Linked DNA regions of Mus musculus: region 1 is linked to region 2. The links are chromatin contacts, called in public HiChIP or PLAC-seq maps. All regions are on one chromosome and are shown on one strand. The core of a region is the stretch at or near the end of the contact, and the rest is flanking DNA. Distances in the headings are between cores, read along the strand shown. Region 1 has its middle 6.3 kb from the start of Rab17. Region 2 has its middle 20 kb from the start of Ackr3.

Evidence for each region. HiChIP or PLAC-seq counts read pairs in DNA pulled down with a chosen protein or histone mark.
Region 1: a contact with region 2 is called in an HNF4G HiChIP or PLAC-seq map of pancreatic cancer cells. The contact joins two enhancer-like sites. A contact is called at or near these places in 2 of 39 promoter capture datasets (embryonic stem cells and hippocampal neurons) and 1 of 115 datasets of contacts at active chromatin or transcription factors (pancreatic cancer cells).

What each region holds. Positions count from the first base shown.
Region 1 is chr1:90,972,450-90,979,310 of GRCm38.p6, reverse strand. No RefSeq gene overlaps it. Among named protein-coding and RNA genes, the nearest start is that of Rab17, 6.3 kb to the right of the region's middle. Within about 2 kb of position 4,115, at least 169 of the 459 cell types and tissues checked have an H3K27ac peak or open chromatin away from gene starts, as enhancers often do. A contact at or near this core is called in pancreatic cancer cells, where this site is marked.
Region 2 is chr1:90,180,774-90,188,115 of GRCm38.p6, reverse strand. No RefSeq gene overlaps it. Among named protein-coding and RNA genes, the nearest start is that of Ackr3, 20 kb to the left of the region's middle. Within about 2 kb of position 1,960, at least 9 of the 459 cell types and tissues checked have an H3K27ac peak or open chromatin away from gene starts, as enhancers often do. A contact at or near this core is called in pancreatic cancer cells, where this site is marked.

The DNA of each region.
Region 1 (6,861 bases), core at 2,866-5,365, 790 kb before region 2:
GGTGGAATTGCAGGGTTGTTTTGATTTGCATTTCCCTGATGATTAAGGATGCTGAACAGTTTTTCAGGTGCTTCTCAGCCATTCGGTATTCCTCAGGTGAGAATTCTTTGTTTAGATCTGAGCCCCATTTTTTAATGGGGTTATTTGATTTTCTGGAGTCCACCTTCTTGAGTTCTTTTTATATATAGGATATTAGTCCCCTGATGCTCAGAGTCAGCTATTGGATGGATCACAGGGCCCCCAAAGGAGGAGCTAGAGAAAGTACCCAAGGAGCTAAAGGGGTCTGCAACCCTATAGGTAGAACAACAATATGAACTAACCAGTACCCCACCCCCCAGCTCATGTCTCTAGCTGCATATGTATCAGAAGATGGCCTAGTTGGCCATCATTGGAAAGAGAGATCCATTGGTCTTGCAAACTTTATATGCCTCAGTACAGGGGAACGCCAGGGCCAAGAAGTGAGAGTGGGTGGGTAGGGGAGTGGGGGGGAGGGTATGGGGGACTTTTGGGATAGCATTGGAAATGTAAATGAAGAAAATACCTAATTAAAAAAAAAGAAAGAAACAGGCAGAATTGAAGAGAATCTTTGTGGCATATATTTCTGACAGAACATTCAGAATATATAATGAATTAAAAAAGAATCAAGAAATAAATGTCTCATTTAAAAAATGGATGGCATATCTGAACAGAGCACTCTCAATGGAAGAAATAAAAGGTGGGAGTGGGTGGGTAGGTGAATACCCTCATAGAAGCAGGGGGAGGGGGGATAGGATAGGGAGTTTCTGGGCAAGGGACTGGGAAAGGGAATAACATTTGAAATATAAATAAAGAAACTATCCAATAAAAATTTTTTTAATTGCTAAAAACAAAACACAAACAAAACAAAACAAAACAAAAAATGTATCCACCATAAAGGCTGGAAATAGGTTGGTAATATTTGTTTCCAGTTTTGAGTGCTTTTCTGTGTCAGTTGGGGGTCAGTAAAATGTCTTCTTCCCTTGTGTGACCGAACAGGATATATGTAGAAGAATTCACCTTCCCCTACACCATGCTATCTATGTTGTTCAGTGAGTACAGAGCAAACCCCCTTTGTTGGGGACAGAGGATGGATAGACACCAGACATATATGATCGACAACTCACAGGTCACAAACCGTAGATGACAGGCAGATGGAAGGCACAGGGAAAGAAGTGGAAACTTATCTTGGTTCATTCTTGTTTTAAAGTACTTCAAGAAGCAAAGTGGAAGAAAAACTCATTCTTTTTTTTTTAAAGATTTATTTATTTATTATTATATGTAAGTAGACTGTAGCTGTCTTCAGACAGTCTTTCTTCTCGATCCAGCCTTGCTCACTCACTGTAGCTCTCTTCAGACACCCCAGAAGAGGGCATCAGACCTCATTATGGATGGTTCTGCGCCATCATGTGGTTGCTGAGATTTGAACTCACAACCTTCAGAAGAGCAGTCAGCACTCTTAACTGCTGAGCCATCTCTCCAGCCTGGAAGACTCATTCTTTAACGCTGCACTAACATAGAATCCGATAAAACTAATCCTGTGACTTTTCCGATGACCCAGAGCCTAGCACACTGTAACTGCACAGCAGAGTGTCTGTTGTGTCTGGAATGAGCAGGGCACATACCTGTCTTCAGTGTGTCTTGTCCTTGTAACGTTTCACCAGCAAAACACACTCGGACAACCAGATCCTTCTACGGCAAAGCTTTATTGCTTACTTCTCAGGAAGACCCTGAACCCGGAAATGGTGCTGCTTAAATACCCCTCCGTGTCACATGTCAGCTCCTGATTAGCTGCTCACCCATCACCCCACTATTACACCCCGGGATGGGCAGTGACTTGGCATGAATTTACTCCAGCACCTGCGCACATTGCTTGTTTACTAGTTAGGCACTGAGGAAGCCAGCACCATCTTGTAATGGTGATTGTTCATGGCTTCCCACAAGTGTGTCTCAAGGTATTAAAGCAGAGTTCAATATATGGAGAATTGGAAATGAGCCCTTGCTGGAGAGAGGGTCAGGTAAGCTCTGAGGCAGGGGGATGAACGTTGCAGTCTTGGGTTTACTTGGTTCTTTGTACCTGGCTTTTTTTCCCCTTACAGTGGCATCCCTAAAGCCTTTTGTCCCAGATCAGGTCTTGGCCTTGTCAAGAAAGCATGACAGGATCCTCACTCAGCCTGACACCTCAGCTGCTGCCCAGCACTGTGGCCGCTCTGAAGGAGCACAGAAGAGATGCCCTTTCAGGAAGAGAGCTGCTGGCCCTGGAAAAGAGCTAGGGTAGATGAGGAGGACCAGGCCTGACTCCAAGGAAGGAGAGGGCCCTCCAACAAGCCAGATAAGAAGATGAAGGCATATCAGTTCCTAGATAAGAAAGAACACACTGATGGTGGTGGTGGTGGTGGTGGTGGTGGTGGTGGTGGTGTGTGTGTGTGTGTGTATGTGTGTGTGTGTGTGTGTGTGTGTGTGTGTGTGTGTGTTTATAGTAAGTCTGCTTCTTCCTTTTGTTCAAGAGGTTGCTTTGCTGTCTCTTGGTGACTGAGGAATGAATGGGCTGACAGTGCATGAAGGGTCATTCACTGACCCACACATTCCCTCCTAGAGTCACTTAGCTCTGTGTCAGGCCATGCACACTTCAGTGGGAATTCTAACTTTTGATTCATTTTTTTCACGCACCCATCTGTTCACTCACTTCCAATTCCGAATGCCTTGCTTCATCCTTCCTCGGTCAAGTTTAAGGTGACATCTGAGAACCATTTCTTCTTCCCAGTCTGTCATCAAAGTCGTGGAAACCTTCCTGCCTCGGTCCTCCGAGTCCTATGGTTCCATGTGCAAACAATCACTCTTAGCTCTGCTTTTTGGAGATTCAGCTCTCACACTGTAGCCCAGGTTTGCCGTGAACTCACTATGTAGCCCATGCTGGCCTCAAACTCAGCAATCTCCCTTGCCCAGCTTTCTGAGCTCTGGGGATTCAGCGGTAAATACCGCACCCAGAGCTTTCCCCCCAGGGTCCACTTGGGTATGGATTTGGAGGATATTCTTCAACTCAGGACAGGTTTGGAGAAATGTAAAACCTTCCTCTCCCAGCGCATGAATCCTCAGAGGACAGGCCCTTGGGGAATGTGCATGCAGGCTCATCTTCTCATGAATATTGAACACATCATGAATATTTATCAATGGAATTGTGTCTTCCCAAGATGATCTTATTTGAATTCCTAACACGTGTCCCTTAAAATATGACCAGGACCTGAAATAGGGACTTTTCAGAGCTAACCAAGTAGTGATGCAGTCATTAGGGTGGCCCTAATTGAGTGGGACTGGTGATGTCTGTCACAAGAAGGGAAGTTTGGGGACAGACACCAGCATAGAGACAAATGTGTGAAGATAAAGATCAAGATTGCAATGCTGCTTTGACAAGTCAAGGGTACCTGGGTTGCTGACAGTCTCCAGGGAGAAGGGTGGCTACTCTCCAGAGCCTCCAGATACCTTGATCTTGGGCTTCTGGCCTTCTGGCTCTGAGGCAATGGAGTTCTGCTGTTTAAGCAATTCCATTAGTGGGGCTTTTACAGCTGTTTTGCAAACACACACACAAGGGTTGGAAAGGAGAGCATAGATTCTCTACAGGAGACGGGGCTTCCTTTATTCTGGCCCTTCTTCTCTCAGCCCCGTGTGGCTCTCTGTGACCTTGGCTGTGAGCATTATTCTTGGAGGAGCCCTTGTGTCCACATTTGTCCTTCAGGTGGCTACAGGCACAGCAGCTCTGGCTATTCAGAAGTGAGTGTGGCTCTGTCCACCCACCCTCCAGGTTTGGGAGGGTCACAGGTATTTAAGAAGGCTCACTCCAGAGCCAGCCTGTTAGGTGGCTCCCTGTGGCAAAGCCTGTGACCTCAAGGCTCAGACCATTATCCATTCCTCCATCTAGTTCCCAGGTGATGACTACAACCCAGCTGGATCTGAACTCCCACTCTGCAGCCTGATGTGGCTCCCTGCACAAAGTTTCCAAAAGGAGTTCCTAAAGCATGATTTGTCAGGCAGGCGTGAGGGTGAGCAGTGCTGCAGTCAGCATTAGGGAAGCTAGGAGCAACAAAAGAACCAGAGGGCTGAGTCACTGCGCCCGCTGGCCTTTCCGGATGCGCTGGAGAGCGTGACCACAGATGAGGACGGTTTCTCCCTGGGCAACTGCTGAGTCAAAGGCTGTATTGTTGCCGGAGCCCATTGATGGACATTCCCATTTGCCTCTCAGCAAACAGCTGCCCTGGTGCGTGAGCTGCAGCATGTGGAAGTGCTATGTGCCCACCCCCTTGCCAAGCTTGGAGATGACGGGTCTGCTGATGCTTTCCGTGGGGGCTGGACCAGGGCTGTGCACACTAGGGGGCTTGTGTTTACTGCCCATCTCTGAGTTTTCAGTGAATTGGTTTTTTTTGTTTTTTTTTTCTTTCAGGTTTATAAATTAAGGATTCAAAACACCATCTCTCCAGAAGTTATTTTCCCCAGGATTTCGTATAAAGATGGCTTTGATTGTCATGCGCTCATTTCTCCCTAGGGTTGCCTTGTGCATTCAGCTGCATGGTGTAGTCGCTAACGAAGATGAAGATGTGACTCCTGCAACAATATAGGGATTTCTTGGAACACTGGGAGGGCTCTTTTTATAATTTATGTCAACACTGAGCTGAGCGGGTGCCAATGCGCATGAATACATGACGCCTTCCTATTCTCTGACTATAATCCAGCAAGTCTTGCTGGGGGTTGCCCTCTGCTCTTTAGGTATCCTGCAAACGGGACTTCAAGGCAAAGGCACTGGGTTTGGAGGTAAAAGGAAGAGAAAAATAAAGTTGCTTGGGCAGCTTGTTTCTGCCTTCTTGACAAGATTGGGCAGGGCCATTAGCGTGGAAGTGAGTGGCAAGAAAAATGAGACCATGAGCAAGAGAAACAACGCCCAGTGTGGTACAGTGTTTGCCCAGCAGGTGCCAGACCCAGGGTTCCATCTTTAGCACTGCAAGAGCAAAATCAAAGCCAGAAACACAGCAAAGGAAACAAACCCATAAATCACACAGCTACAGTTACTGGGTAAGGAATTTGCAATACTACATTCAGTACAACAACAACAATAACAAAACTCTGTAAGAGAAAAGTATACACAGCAGGTGGATAAGTGGATTTCAGGAGAGATTTGGCAGCTTGTGAACAGAACCCAAGTCCTGTAGCCCCCTAAGTCACCACAACCTCCTACTGTCAGAGCTCAGCAACCGTCCTCTTGGGCTCTCTGTTCCTTTTTTCTTCCTTTCCTTCTTCTTTCTAGTGTAACTAAATATCCTTCTTGCTTATTCCATCTCCATACTGGATTCTTAGGTGAACCATGTTGCAGATTTCCAGTCTTGTTATTTCTATATGGTACTTGGAACTACTTGGATGGGGAAGTCTTTGGTTCCAGGATGTGGGAGCACGACTGGAGTTGTGCTGTTTGGTCCCAAGTGCTCTGCACCCTTTTGCTTACAGCATGGACACAAGCTTGGACAAACCATCTGGGCCCATTTTTGTCATCTGCCTGCTGCCAGCTGTGCGCTGTGTGTGGACCAGTACTGCCCAGCTGGCACCTGTCATTCTTGTTGCCTGTTCAGCTCAGTCTGCCTGCTGATGGCATCCCCTGCCTAGCAGGCAGTTGGCCTTACCTTGTTCATTCTGCTCCCAGAAAGAGGGCACCCCTGTCCTCTTGACTGTGTCTACATAAGCATTTCTTCCTGGGAGAGGTCTTCTCTGACTTTTCCTGATCCTTTCTGGCCTGGCTTGCAGTGTTCCTCCCCTACGGTAGGCCCCTGACTGGGGAGTGACCTGTTCCTCTGCAGGGCTTTGTCTCCCCCTGCTGGGGCTACCTGGGACAGCACCTAGCTTCCTTTTCCTGACTTCTTTCTGCTGCGCAGGCTGTTAGCCACGTGCAAGCATTGATGGCTGAGCGGAGGAATTTAGCCTGGCATTCAGAAACCACTACTGGAATTTTACATTGAGATAAGCAGGATAAATGTTTCGGGGAGAGACACTCCCTAGCTTCTGTTTATCTCAAGGCTAGGAGATTAGAACTTTGCAGAAGAGAGGAGTGCAGATGATAATCAGTCTGTTTGTCCTTAGCCACTGCTCTGCAAGGAAGCCCAAGCTCAGCTGTCCCCGGGGGAGCACCAGCATGCCTGGCTGGCCAGAGCTGGGTCATCTGGTTCCTACTGCTAGAAAGCTGGATATATTGGCAATGGGGCCCACAATTATGGGCTGTGCACAGAGAACAGGGGCACATGTCCGTGCAAGCAGTTAGCTGTTCTGCTGCAAGCCGGGAGAACCGCTTGAAAGTCACAAACAGATAGCTAATAAGATGGCTCAGGGGACAAAGACAATGCCAAGCTTTGTGGACTCCATCCCCGGAATCCACAGAGGGGAAGGATTCCTTTGACCTCAATAAACGCACTGTGGCAAGTGTGTGCAAAAAATATGTTCATGCATATATGATGAGTGAATAATAATGTAATAAAGAGGGGCTGGAGAGATGGCTTAGGGGTTAAGAGTGTGTTTCCTCCTCTTCCAGAGGGGCCGAGTTCTTCAGATCCAGTGTGGGGCTTATAACGTCAGCTGTGGGGGATCTGAAGCCCTCTTGCTGGCCTCCACAGTGCTGCACGCACATGCGAGAACCCACACAGAGACTCATGCGCATGCATATATTTAAAAGTACATTGGAAAGTGTTCACAAAACGCTCACACATGTTTAGGCAGCAGTAGGTCCAGCTGTTCCTGTGGGGAATGGGGTAGGAAGTTCTAGAGATCATAGGATAGCAAGAAGCTCTCATAGGGTAGCTGTCTATGAAAACAGAA
Region 2 (7,342 bases), core at 711-3,210:
TAGTTCTATAACAGGGGTTGTCACCCAAGGGTGACATAAACTAAGAAGCAGGTTGGCTCTTACACACGTTCGCGACCGGCCAGGAAAGATGCAACAAACCGGAATCTTCTGCGGCAAAAGCTTTATTGCTTACATCTTCAGGAGCCAGAGAGCAAGAGAGCCAGAGAGCCAGAGAGCCAGCGAGCAAGAGAGAGAAAAAGAACAAGAAAGCAAGAGAGAGAATGGCAAAACCCCGTCCCTTTTAAGGAGAATTATCCTCCGCCTAGGACGTGTCACTCCCTGATTGGCTGCAGCCCATCGGCCGAGTTGTCGTCACGGGGAAGGCAGAGCACATGGGGTGGAGAACTACCCTTGGCACATGTGCAGATTATTTGTTTACCACTTAGAACACAGGATGTCAGCGCCATCTTGCAACGTTGAATGTGAGGGCGGCTCCCCACAGGTGGCCTCTCCCCAGGTGCCTCGTGGAGAGGTGTAAGCCATTCCTGCCTCTGCCCAGCAGGACATCTCTGCACAATGGTACATGACATAGTGAACAGCTTCATTATCAATGAAAAGAAGGACAGCCATACACTTGAAACAAGAGTCTATTCCGGAGCCCTGGCAACATCCCTGAAGAGGCTGTTAAATGTCCTTGTTTCACAGATGAAGAACCCCAAGTTCAAAATACTGCACGCCCTGTCTGCAGCCTAGCCTGAGCTTAGGGTTAAGTCAACCTCTGACCATCTTGGGAAGACTCAGATCCACCTGCTTATCCTGCCCAGAATTGAAGAGAGCTGTTGGCTCAGGCTGGGATAATAGCTTGGTCGGTAAAGTGCCTGCCTCGAAAGCATAAGGATCAGGGTTCTTCCACTGAACTCACATAAGGCTGGGTGGGGTACTGTGCTCTTGTGTTCCTAGAGCTGGCAAGGCCGGGACAGATAGGTTCTTAGAGCTCACTGGCCATCCAGCCTTACCTAATGGCCAAGCTCCAGGCCGATGAAAGACGTTATCATCACACAATGACAAGACAGATGGCATCTAAGGAAGGACAGCTAAGTTCACAGCTGTCAGGCACATACACGGTTGGTTGGTTGGTTGGTGGTGGTTGGTTTGTTTGGTTGGTTTTGTTTTGCACATGTTGGTTCTCCAGTTGTAACAGAATCCCTGGAAACTGAGAGGATTCCTTCACCCCAGCTCTGGAAAAGTACCCAGCCTGGCTAGTGCACGGAGCAAGAAATCTATCCTTATTCTGGCAGCAGGGTTCACTGGGTCCAGGCACAGCCCAAGGCAGAAAGGACGCCACCAGCTTTGCTCCCTCTTCACCATCACTGCATAGACTGGCCAGAGACAGACTTTCTCATGACCACGGGAACAGAGCAAAGCCAGAACCGGATTCCACCCTATGGCAATGTGGTTGGTGTCAGTAGAACTGGGAGCTCCCTAACTTTCAATCCAGAGTTTGTCTCAGATGAGCTGATGGGCATCTGAACAGATCAACGGTTCCATGGCTGAAGACAGACACCCTCTGCCTGCCACAACCTGCAGACGCAGTCTCATGAAGAAAATTATGGTCTGTGGGCAGTGCTCATTCATCTGTCCCCTAGACAGGTCTCACACACATCTGTGGCACTCTTCTTAAAGGTACACCTGGCTTCACCACATTTTCTACCTACCAGAGCCATAGGGTGTCACACCAGACACGGCCCATCCCCTTCTAGATGAATCATGGACTTGGCACAAGCCTCCCGGCCCAGCTGTATCCTGTTCCTGCTCTTTCACACACAGTGGCAATGGGGGAGGAGACGAGCATCCTCCACCACACCATAGGCTCTGCGTGTCTGCTTCCCTGTGATGGACCCTGCCAACACACTCCCAAGTGCTACTATGTAGGTGAGGTTGCCTCATAGGCTGACTTGGGCCACCAGCTATAGCTAGCTGATAGTTATGGACTCCAGAAGGCTAGCTGTGCCAATGAGGAACACCTAGAGTCATCCTTCCAGCTCTGCAGGCAACATGGCTAGTCAAGATGTGACTCTACTGGTACTACTGAAAGATGAGGGGTATGCCTGCAACCTCACTCCAGCCAGAGTGGATTTGTTCCCATCTTGTTCCCAGTCCCAAAGCTGGAAGGGTAGGTGGGTGGTTGAGAAAAGAGCCAACACTGGAGCTAAAGGAGGAGGATAGATAATCCCAGGATGGTTAATCCTGACTGCAGTTTGGTTAGATGTAGAATCACCTCAAAGATATAGCTCTGGATGGGTCTGTGCATGTTTTTCCAGGAAGGGTGAACAAAAATGAGAGAAGTGTCCTCCAGGGTGGGTGGCGCCTTTCAGCAATGGCTCAGATAGAGAGGTCTGAGGTGGGGACAGTGCTGTTAGCTCACTTTAGCTTCTTGCAGAGTGTGTCACTGCTGGAGCTGCTGTCGCCATCCTCAGGGACACCGGGGACACTGGAGCACAGCTTTTTAATACCTTCCAACATGGACTGATGATGACTCTCCAGGAGCTCTGCAGGTCTCCAGTGCCAGATTGGGGCTCTTGAGGTTCACCTTTGTGGAGTGAGCAATTCAGGACTTCTCTGCCTCTCCTGCATGCAGCCACTCTTGGACTGCCCAGTCCACACTGTGTGAGTCAAAGTAAACATGTCCCTTGGCACTCTACTGCCATTCACGGGTCCTATTCCTCAAGGGAATTCCAACATACACATCTCATGTAAGATATACCATCACGTAGCCTGCTCTTGGCACATGATGGTGGCCTCTGCTTTCTTCTAAAATGGAACAAAATACTAACGCTCTTAAGCACAGCCTTAAGGGCTCGCTTGTAAACCCCAGTGTTTGGGAAGTGGAAGTAGGAGAACAAGGAGTGCAGGGCTAGCCTGAGCTACACGTGAAACCCTCTCAATAAAGAAAAAGTTTAATAAAGGGAGATAACTTTTCTTTTAGATTCTTAGGCAATTTCATTGTTCTCTTCCAGAATTCCTATGAAAAGCAAAACTGCCTTTGAGAATTACAAAGGAAGGAAGGAATATGTAAACATTTAGAGTAATAAACAACATGGGACAAATCAAAATTAGTATGAAAATGGCTACAATTTAAAATGTAAGAAAGTATACATTAAAACCTAGATTTTTTTTGTGTGTGTGGGGTACTTATTATGATAAAAAGAGACGAGGCAACATCTGTTTGTCCTGGTGAATGTGTTATGGGGTACAGTATTACCTCTATGTCATGTAAGTGGCTGGTGACACTCTGGATATCTTCTACATCCATTCAGACCACTCCTGTCACTCAGTCCATCTCTCACTGATGTCTCAAGGTCTCTTTCAATTTTATTCTCAGGTTTTCTTATCTTTCTTTCTTTCTTTCTTTCTTTCTTTCTCTCTTTCTTTTTCCATGATGGAAAACTTTCAACTTTTTCTCTTTTTTGTATTTTTTAATTAGATATTTTCTTTATTTACATTTCAAATGTTATCCCCTTTCCTAATTTCCCCTCTGAAAGCCCCCTACTCCTTCCCCCCACCCTGCTCACCAACCCTCCCATTCCTGCTTCCTGGCTCTGGCAGTCCCCTATACTGGGGCATAGAACCTTCAGATTCCTAATGAAATGAACTTTCAACCAAAACCTACTCCATTAAAGCTCCGAATCTGCTGTGAAGAATTGCCTTCCTGGTGGGAAGGTGGCCTCTTAGGTGCACATGGCTGGACTTTGTACAATCTAATTGTGAGCTGGTGTGTTTTAGTATCCATGCTGTCACAGAAAAACTCCCCCTCTAACTCTCCTTGAGCAATCCTCCCGGCATCTGCTGTGTCTCCTCATTATCATCTCATCGTTATTGTCTCCCCTCCCAGTAGAACGGGATCTCTCGGGATTGGTGTGTTCATGAAAGCTCAGGGGTCTAATCAGACAGATCCCACAGTGCACAGCACCGTCCCTTCCCTGAGAAGATTCAGAAGGAAGGAAGGGAGGGAGGGAGGGAGGGAGGAAGGAAGGAAGGAAGGAAGGAAGGAAGGAAGGAAGGAAGGAAGGAAGGAGAAGATAAGAGGATAATCTGGCTACCTCTATTGGTTCTGATGAGGAGAAAAACAATCTCTAAGAATTCCAAGTAAGAAACAAAACTGTGGGTGTAGGGGCTTGTTTCACACCACCATTGAGGACCCAAACAGGTCTGTTTTAAAGCATTTCTTCATGTGTGAGGCAGCCTGGAGCAAAACCAGCGCTCTGTGGGAGAAGAGCCTTCAGTTCTCCCTCAGGGAGGCCTCTGAGCACAACTGATCAACCAGGAATTCACAGGAGAAAGTTCTTAAACCCCCCTGAACCTGCAGAAGCAAGTCACTGCGTGCCTTCATTAGGAACGGCAGACGGCAGGACCAAACCTGAGAGGCTATGATGAGCATGCAGAGAAACGGGCAAGGAAGGGGTGGGGTGGGGAGGGGCAAACCAGAGTGTTTAAGTTCCAGGAAGAAAGGGGGTGAGCCAACTGACCAGATGTTGGGAATAGTGGTCAGTGCACAAGTCCGCAGACTCAGCAGGTATAACCAACCTCTGCCAGAATTCCTACAGGAGTTCAATGTCCAGGCACGTTGTAAGGACACTTTACCACAATTAGGGCATAAGGGGGCTGCTGAGGGGCCACTCTGGCAGACTCAGTGGTGCCCTGAGGAGACTGAGCTGCAGCACCAGAGGAAGCCAAATTCAGAGAGAGGGTTCTCTCACACAGGAAGACAAGTGCTTTTGATCTGGACCAGCAAACAAGGCCGTTAACTATGAAAAAAGAGGTCACAATGAAAATGGGCACAGGTTGCCAAAACCTGTTTTCTACCAACAAACCTTTCTTCAAAGTCCTTCTAGAAACTGAATCATCTTAATGTTTTCAACATATGTACATGCATGCGACTGTGTTTGGGTTGGTGCAGGTTCCCATGGAAGTCAGAAACTGACAGGTCATTGATTCTGGGAACTGAACTCTGGTCCAATGCAAGAACAGTGAGCTATTTCTCCAGCTCCACACAGAAATTTCTTAAGAGGTTCTACTGCTAGGAAAACAAACAAACAAACAAACAAACAAAAAAACAAAAAAACAAGGACATTACTCCAGGAACAGAGAATAAATCAATCCGATGTAAATCATATCACCACCACCACCACCACCACCATCATCATCATCATCATTGTCATCATCACCCATTTGTGGGTGAATTGAGATCTTCTCTGGTTTGGGTTCCCTTTAAATCTGCCTCCTGTGCCTGAGATTCGGGGACTATACTTCATTTTTATTTGGTACAAGTTGGCAAAGAGAATAAAGCATTTTTTCTCCACATGTGGGAAGGCTCTGGGGAGTTTGTGTTCCCTTCTTTACATGTTTGAGTGCTTCGTGCAATCGTCTTTGCTGAACTCTGTCATCCACCTGTGACCATGGCAACTTGTCTCTGTGGCTGGAGGCAGGTTCCAACTATATCTCTGTTGCTGGGAGTCGGGGGTTGGGGGAGGGCGATTGAGGGGGGTGTCTGGGAACTTGTAGGGAGGACCTAAATGAAAACAGCACCACTACCCAGAGTAGAGCCTATGCCAACTCTCAGTATGAAAGGGGCCTCCCTCTTCTCTATATGCAGTGACACTGCCACATACACACACAGAGGAAAGTGGGGGCGGAGGGGAGAGTGTCTCCTGGGGACACAATCAGCCTAAAGAAGATAGGATAAACATAGTTCACAAGGAAGACACAGCTGCCAATCCTTCTGGACACAGGACCAGGTCACCAATCTCCTGGCACAGGCATGGTGTCCCTAGGTAGGATCTGGGTGCCAGCTAGCCCTGGCTTTGGTAGTCTCCTTGGCCTGCCATTCAGGCTGCCTGATTCCTCTTCTTTAATGGATGGGCCTTGAATCAGGAGGGGTCAGCTCTGACAGACCAAGGCTCTCAGACACTGAAAATCTGCTTGCCTAAGGATGTGTATCCTTCAAACTGCAGAGGATACTCGGACACTCCTAAATCTTGTCTCTCACCGATGCCCCCAAGAGCTGGCAGCATGTGGTATTTATTCCAGTTGGAGTGGCCATCTAGGGATCTAATCCAGACAGTGGAGAACTTGCTCAGCATGCACTAAGCCCTGAGTTCCCTCCTCAGCAACACACAGTTGCAATCCTATTCAGCAGGCGGAGGAGGATTGAAAGTCCAAGGTCGTTGTTGGACTTATAGTAAGTTAGAGGCCAGTATGAGCTCCGTGAGACTCAAAAGGAAGAGAGAGTTTGGAATGGGAGAATGCCCATGCGGTAAAGTGACTCATTATTACAGAGAAGCAGGTGGAGAGAAAGCAAGGAGACTTTATCGAACGCTGAAGGTAACAGGCCTCATGGTCAGGATTGAGGGGTTACCCTTCTAGAGGGAGTCTGAAAAAAAAAGTTCCTCCTGGGCACGCCAGTCCTCAAAGGACCCATTTTCCTATGCGTCCACAAAAACACAAGTCTCCCATTACAAATGTAACTGGGTTTCTAGCTTCTCAAAAGATCAAAGATCACCAAAAGGAACGTCCTAGAATAGTAACACAGTATCACCTCACATGTCACAGGTCCCTGAAGAGGAAGTAAAACTCACTGTGGTCAGAACAAAGTCGGTCACCTGTAGCCAGGCCAGGTGGCCCATCCATGCCTTCATGTCCTTTCGCACATACTGAAAGCCGGGGGCTTTCAGGGCTGTGTGTCACGGGTATGTGAGAGAAGACATTATGCAAATGATTGAATAAATGAACTTGGTTTGTCTTTCTAGTAATGAGAAAGTATGTGGCTTGGAAAGCACCGTGGATCCTTCTAAGCACTGCAACTATTCTCCCAGGAGTGTCACGTTATATCCCGGGAGAGAAAAGACCCCAGAGTTCCCTCTGTGAATTCTCTATGTTTTATTACCACATGGTAAAGTGCAGCATTGCGAAGTTGTAGGGAACACAAGGTCCCTATAGAATATGCCCCCTGCCCCAACTCACTGCTGCAGCCCAAAGGCATCTGTGAGGATGGGGAAGCTAAAAACCAGCCCAGTTGGCGACCTTGGTCAGGTTGGGTGGCATTTGAGAGAGGCACAGGTTGGTTTCTACAGATTTATTGATACTTCACCTTCATCCCTGGAGTACTGAGACCATGTGCATTGAATCACGATATCCATCTTCTCTCTTCAATACACGGATGGAAGGGACCAAAGATCCTCAGCCGGAAGAATAGAGGAAGAAGGGCAGGTAGGAATGCAGAAGTGCTGGTGTGTTGTGTGTGTGTGTGTGTGTGTGTGTGTGTGTGTGTGTTTGGGGGAATGCAAGGGTCGGTGGGTGCAAAAGTGTGAAGGTTGTGTATGCAAATCCATGTGTGTACACGATC